Regions from separate parts of the Gossypium hirsutum genome. Here region 2 is linked to region 1. Evidence: chromatin contacts called from public Hi-C data. All regions are on one chromosome and are shown on one strand. The core of a region is the stretch at or near the end of the contact, and the rest is flanking DNA. Distances in the headings are between cores, read along the strand shown. Region 1 holds the start of LOC121218471 (protein tesmin/TSO1-like CXC 5). Region 2 holds the start of LOC107901259 (transmembrane protein 234 homolog).

The links. A called contact is a pair of places that touch in the nucleus more often than the background predicts.
Region 2: a Hi-C map of leaf shows a contact between it and region 1, with 2.1 times the contacts expected there. The contact joins the promoter of LOC107901259 here to the promoter of LOC121218471 in region 1. A contact is called at or near these places in 3 of 34 Hi-C or Micro-C datasets (callus and leaf).

The regions. Positions count from the first base shown.
Region 1 is chrD06:11,265,924-11,269,164 of Gossypium_hirsutum_v2.1, forward strand. LOC121218471 (protein tesmin/TSO1-like CXC 5) reads right to left here and starts at 1,459. Exons shown (of 8, transcript XM_041095661.1): 1 at 713-1,459; 2 at 272-376. The coding sequence starts at 1,020.
Region 2 is chrD06:11,494,627-11,497,811 of Gossypium_hirsutum_v2.1, forward strand. LOC107901259 (transmembrane protein 234 homolog) reads right to left here and starts at 1,776. Exons shown (of 2, transcript XM_016827188.2): 1 at 1,688-1,776; 2 at 888-1,592. The coding sequence starts at 1,697. The coding sequence ends at 1,177. It overlaps LOC107901260, which reads left to right and starts at 2,245. Exons shown (of 6, transcript XR_005914682.1): 1 at 2,245-2,857; 2 at 2,951-3,039.

The sequences.
Region 1 (3,241 bases), core at 209-2,708:
ACTCATTTGACATTTCATTCTGTAAATGAATTGAAAGAAGAAAAAAATGATTAAAAAACTTTGAGACTAATCAGATAGGCGACATTCTTAAAGTAGCACAAAAATATAGGCACAAAAACATTCTTAAGATTATGGTCACAAGATAAGGTCCAAACCTAATCATTTCTAACCAACTAAAGCTCCTCTAGCTGCATAGAATTCCACACAAAGCATCACTAAATCATGGAAGAGATCATACACACCCAAAGAGTATATTAGTCAATGTACTTACAATTTCAGACACCGAGAATGTTTACAGTTGCACTGCTTCTGCTTCTTTGGAGTACCATCTTTTAGTTCAGTAGGTCTTGGTTTTACTTTTGGAGATTCGGGTTTTCTGAAGCAAGAAAGAAATATGATAAAGAATAAAGTTCGAGTAAAGCTAACTAACTTCCACTAATTTCTTAAAACAATGACATACAAAAACCCAAGAAAATTTACCAGAGTTCGATTCAAAAGATAACTGAAACTAAAGAGCTAATTTTGAAGCATGTAAAAATAAAACGTGAGGGGAAATCGTTACGAGACGTCCTTATTATACTTATCTCCAAAAAGGAAAAGAAGTAAAAAGAGAGTTAATTTTATTAAAAGAATTAATCCACAAAGCAAACACCAAAAGAATATAACAGACTAAAAGAAAAAAAAATCACAAATTTTGATTGCAAAAACTCACATAACCCTCGACGATGCTGTAGTAAAAGGAGGAGGTTGCGCAGCGGCTACAGGGGAGGTCGCCACCATCTGCGGCTTTATCTGTTGCTGCTGCTGTTGCTGAGTAACTGCAGCCGCCACAGCCGAAGACGAAGCCACAGCCATCTCTTGTGTGGACTGCGGGTGTTCCGGCAGAACTACACCACCAGAAGAACCCCCGCCAAAACCGGCCGTGAAATCCAGCTGCCTCGCAAGCTTCTTGGCCGGAAGACCTGCCGTATCCGATTGCACCTTTTTTGGCGGGAACTCACCTCCTTCTCTTTCCCCCATCCAATTCCAGCTCCCACAAAATTCAAAAATAAAATAAAAAATTATTCAAATTCCAATCTTTTTCCAATATCCACAGCTGAAAATCCACCAAATAATCTCACAAATTGCCTTAAATAAACTCGAATTGAACCACTTTAAGATCCAAATTCCAATCTACAATCTCCAAAACCTAAAATTCCAAGAAAAAGCACTTCGATTCCACCAAGCTCGAGATTTCCACCAAGAAGTTCCAAAAAACCAAGAGGATTTTGATTCCGATCGATGCATAGAGAGAGAAAGAGAAAAGCTAGAGTTTTTTAAGCATTGATATTGTAAAACAAAGAAGGAAAAGAGAAACAAAAGTTGAAGCACCTCTTATTTTTAACTTTTGTTGGTGTTCTTCTTCCTCCTCTTCCTCCCCTTCGGTTCTCCTCCCTCTCTCTTGCTAAGTTTTGAAATTTCAATTTTCCTTTTTGGTGTTTATTGAACGGTGAGATTCGCCTTTGGGTTTTGGATCCGACAGTTCACGTTGAAAGAATTAATCTGATGGGTCAAATTCATAGGAGTGAGTGTGGTGAGTTGATGAGCGTTGGATCTTATTAAAACGCAAAGTTTTCCGCACCTGGGTTAAAAAGGGTGTGACGGGGGGATATAATGTGAGATTTGGGGGAAATTCTAAAACAAGCTCTCTAATATGAGCTTGTCCTAACCTCTTACAAATATCACCCTTTGGATAAAAAATAATAATTAATTTGAGCTATTGAAACAATAATAGTAATAACAGCTAATGCCAAATATTTAATTCTAAAAAAAAATGAAATAATTACACAAAACTCTAAATAATTCATAGTATATACAAATTTATTTAAAACATCAAATGTTTCTCAATAATTAAATATAGAATGATTATTTAAAATATAAAAAATTAAGTAATTTGTAATACATCAAAATATTATTTAAAATATGAAAATGCTTCTGTTATTCCTAAAACATACAAAATTACTGAACATCTAATGATTATTTAAAACATGAGAAACCTCTAACAAATTCATAAGTAATTTGAAATACATGAAAATATTACTTAAAATATGAAAAGCTTATTGAAAATTAACTAAATATTAAAACATGAAAAAACTATTTAAAACTTTAAAGAAATACTTCGTAATATATGAAAAAATTACTTAAAATACGAAAATGTTACTTAAAACATGTAAATATTTATGTTATATCCTTCTGTCACTCAAACATGTGTCAACATCAAACCCATCGTTGACCTTTGTGTTGATTCCTTCTAAAATAGCATCCCAACAAACCACCTTGACCTTAGTACCTCTGAGTATGACCATTTGTTCTATCTCAAGGAAGCCATCCACCCAGGTTTAAGTGAAAACACTGCCCTAGTGTGAACATACTTCCAAAACATTAAGGAGTCTATTTAGGCATAAATACTTCGTATTGATAAAGTCGCATGATATACGGACATGATTATTCTTTCTACATTTTGCAAGGCTAAATGTATCTCCCGCCATGTCATACCAATAGATAAGAGGACCTATCATATAAATATTGTTAAGAAAGATGGAGAAATGATCGAACCCTAGATACAATAAAGTTACTTTGTCCAAGCATATTCTCAATCAACCTATCATATTGTCTCTATTTTGGCTCTGGGCCTCTTTAGGTGAATCGAATTCCTTTGCACCATCGTGATCTCCTCTTTGCTCCTCATTATCCTCCTCTATTGTTGTATCTGGTATCAACAATTGGTGCGAGGAACGTAGACAAAAATATCTCAGAATCAGAATGATGCTACCAACAACTCCACCAACCCCTCCACTCTAATGAATGGCAATGATGCTGCCAACACTAAACTTCCCTTAACCCAAACCAAGATGTCAACTCGCCCAACCATATCTACCAAGGAAGCCTTGACCCAACTCTTTAACATCCTCAACTCTCCCTCAGCTAATCTAGTCACTGTGGCTTCCTCTTCAATTCCCAACGCCCCATTATCTCCTACCACCCTACAATATCCCAAAGAGGACCTCATAAAGCAACCTCTCTCTTGCATAGCTTCTGACCGACTACACACGTACACATTAAAACACTGAATTTATGAAACTACTTTTAAAGCCTGATTTTATTACAAGCGTACAGTGTCAATTGTAATATTTATAGTTCCAATGGAACACGAAGTATTCCAATGGATCAAACCCAAAGGAAGAGGCAATTGAGCAATAAC
Region 2 (3,185 bases), core at 526-3,025, 230 kb after region 1:
GATTATAGTTGGTATGTTGTACTTTGTTTTGAGTGATTCTACACTATAGTTGGTTAAACATACATTTGTGCTTGTGAATGTACTATATTTGTATTAGTAAAACTTTCAAAAAATTTGATTATCAAACCTACATGAGGATGACAAAGAGTATGATATCTATAATTTTTGTAAAACCCGAATCTAAATTCGTAAATTTGCTACAAAATTTGAATTATTTTATTATGTGCACTAATAAAAATTTACTAAAGTTGTATAAAAGTATTCTCCAAATAGAAATTTTAAAAAATAAAACAGATTCAAATAATAAATATATCCACTCTAAATTTGTATTATGTCCGAATCTATAAATATCTAATCGAAATATCTGCAAATATCATCTACAAATATCTACAAATAGGACGGCATTGCCTTTCCCAGTTTATGGAATGCGGACAATTGGGCAACAAGAGGTGGGCTAGTCAAGATTGACTGGAACAGTTCACCTTTCATTGCCCGATTCCGCAGGTTCAGGGCAAGAGCTTGCAAGTGGGATGGGCCAGTGAGTATCAATCAATGTGCCACCAAATCCCCAGCTAACTGGTGGACTTCCCCTAGTTTCAGTCAGTTGAGCAGTAGCCAAATGGGTCAATTGAATTGGGTCAGACAAAACTTCATGATCTATGACTACTGCAAAGATACTAAAAGATTCAATGGACAGATTCCTCCTGAATGTTTTAAACAGCAGTTCTAACTCATCATCAGCAATCAATCAATATGAAGAGACCCTCATCTACATTCTAAAAGGACTGAAAAGTTCTTGAATTCCATTTCTTTTCCTACTACATAAACCCAACAATAATTTTGATGCATCCCAGAAATTCTGTTTGCTTTTTTCCCTACTATTTTGATTGAGTAAATTTTGTGCGGTTCATTGTGTTCTATTCCATTCATCAATAATTTTTACACAGGAAAGAAGATTGAATAAAACTATTCTCAATAGGATTATTGCACATGAAAGCAACATTGTATCCATGTACATTTATAATTTAATTTTCAGTATTCTCATTTGCTTTAGCATCCAAATGAATATTTGAGCTCTAGATTTTGCTTCAAAAAGGAAAGGTAAAATAAATAATGACTCTTAGTGTTCAACCAAATGCAATAACAGAACAGGCCTAAAGGAAAAGCACATGCAGATCACGTGATACAAAGCGAAACACCCAAAACAATAAAACCCGTACCCAACAGAGCATGACCGATCCGGGTCTCCTCACCCAATAGGATTCCAAAAACGGCGGTGGCAGCAAACGTGGTCGCGTTGGTGACGGGGACGGCGAGCGAAATCGGAGCCTGGCCTAAGATAGCGAAAAAGGTGGCGGAGGCGGAGAGGTTGATGAAGAAAGGGATCGAATATTGCCAAAACAAAAGGAGGGTTAGCCAATTGGATAAGGAATTGAGGAGCTTTTGGTCGAATTTGCGAGGTGGGTCGCCTGAGTTTGGAGTGGACTTGAGATATCGGTCCCAAAGGAGTGCGCCACGGCGCATTGCGGCGTTAGTGGCGCCCCAGATCAGGCCTACCGCCAACATTTTCTCTACGTCTCCGATCATTGTTTCTGACAGTGAAAGCAACAGAAGGAAAAAAAAGAATGTTAAGCCATGGATATAATTGTGCAATTTAACATGTATCTACTGCACATTGAAGTTGTACCTTTGTACATTGATAATGTTTGTTGGCTGGAGAGCGTCCGATGTTGGTAACGTGTTTTAGTGTTTAATAGGCTAAGGTAAATTATCAAAATAATCACTTTTATTTATCTCAATTTACAAATTAGTCATTTATGTATGAAAAATTTTGTTTTAGTTATTCATATTATTATTTTGTTACGAAATAGTTATTCTACCTTTAAGATATATTACCTCCTAAATGGTAGTCTAATGTTGTCATTTAAAGCCATTTTTAACTGTCACATTGAACGTTCGTTTAGAAGGTAACAGATCTTAACGGTAGAGTGACTATTTTATAATAAAACAATAATGTAAATGATTAAAACGTAACATTTCAAACATAAATTATTAAAATGTAACCTGAAGTAAACAAAATTAACTATTTTAATAGTTTATCCTTTTTTAATTCAAATGCAAACTTTAAAAATCAACGAAATAATTGCAAAAAGAAATTAATTAAAATTTCAGCATAAAAGAATGAAAAAAAAATATCAACATAACACCATGTTTGGTTGGGTGTATTGGCATAGCCATTACACCCCTAATCGTGGGCCCCACTCAAGATATTGTTTGGTTGAGTGTATTGGCCTAATACGGTCTATTACATTAATGTAATCCTCAAAATCCACCGATTTTTAATCCCTTCCTTGCGCTCAGTTTTGGTCCCTGTTTTACCGTCCGATTCACGCTTCTGTCTTACCCAAAATTCACCGTCTTTTGTTTCTTCCTTCTACCTTTCTTCTCCACTCTCCTCGCCGTCTTCTCCTTCTCTTTTTTACCTCTCTTTGGCGTCACAATTGGACTTAGAACACCGATCAGAAAGCACCCTCCATCTCATGTTTTCCGTTCCTCTCCACCGGCAAAACTGGTGAAGTTTTTACTGTTGTGTCCCTGGGAACTGGTAAAGAAGATACAGCCGTCTTCCTGAATCATGCTTCTCAATCAACTAGAGGGAGTAGGTGAATCTTCAACCTAAATTATGTTTATTTCATTTTGCGTTGTTCTTCTCCCTTTTATTTTCTAATGCTTTTCATTTTTCGGCGTTAATATTGTTCTCCTTTTTAAACACCCATTTCCTATGAAATATTTCCTAAAACCATGGAAACTTGGTCGATGGTTTTACCAAGTTGTCAAGTTCGGCATTGTTCAATATGTAAGTTCTCTTTAGCTTGAAGAAAATGAAATACTTATTTTTTATTTTGTTGTTGGTTTCCTTTTTTAATAGATTTGTATGCTTCCGTAACAGATGATAATCAAGATATTGACTGCTCTTTTAGCAGTAATTCTTGAAGCTTTTTGTGTGTATTGTGAAGGAGAATTCAACTGGGAATGTGGGTAAGATGATCTTAATGTAGAATGTTGCTGGTGATATTGAGGATTTTGTGTGATTTATCAGTAGAAAGACCTTTTTTCTGGTTAGAAGAAAGTAATTCTAAAAGATTGTGATCCACATTGATCCCTCTTTTGGTGCTTCACCCGCT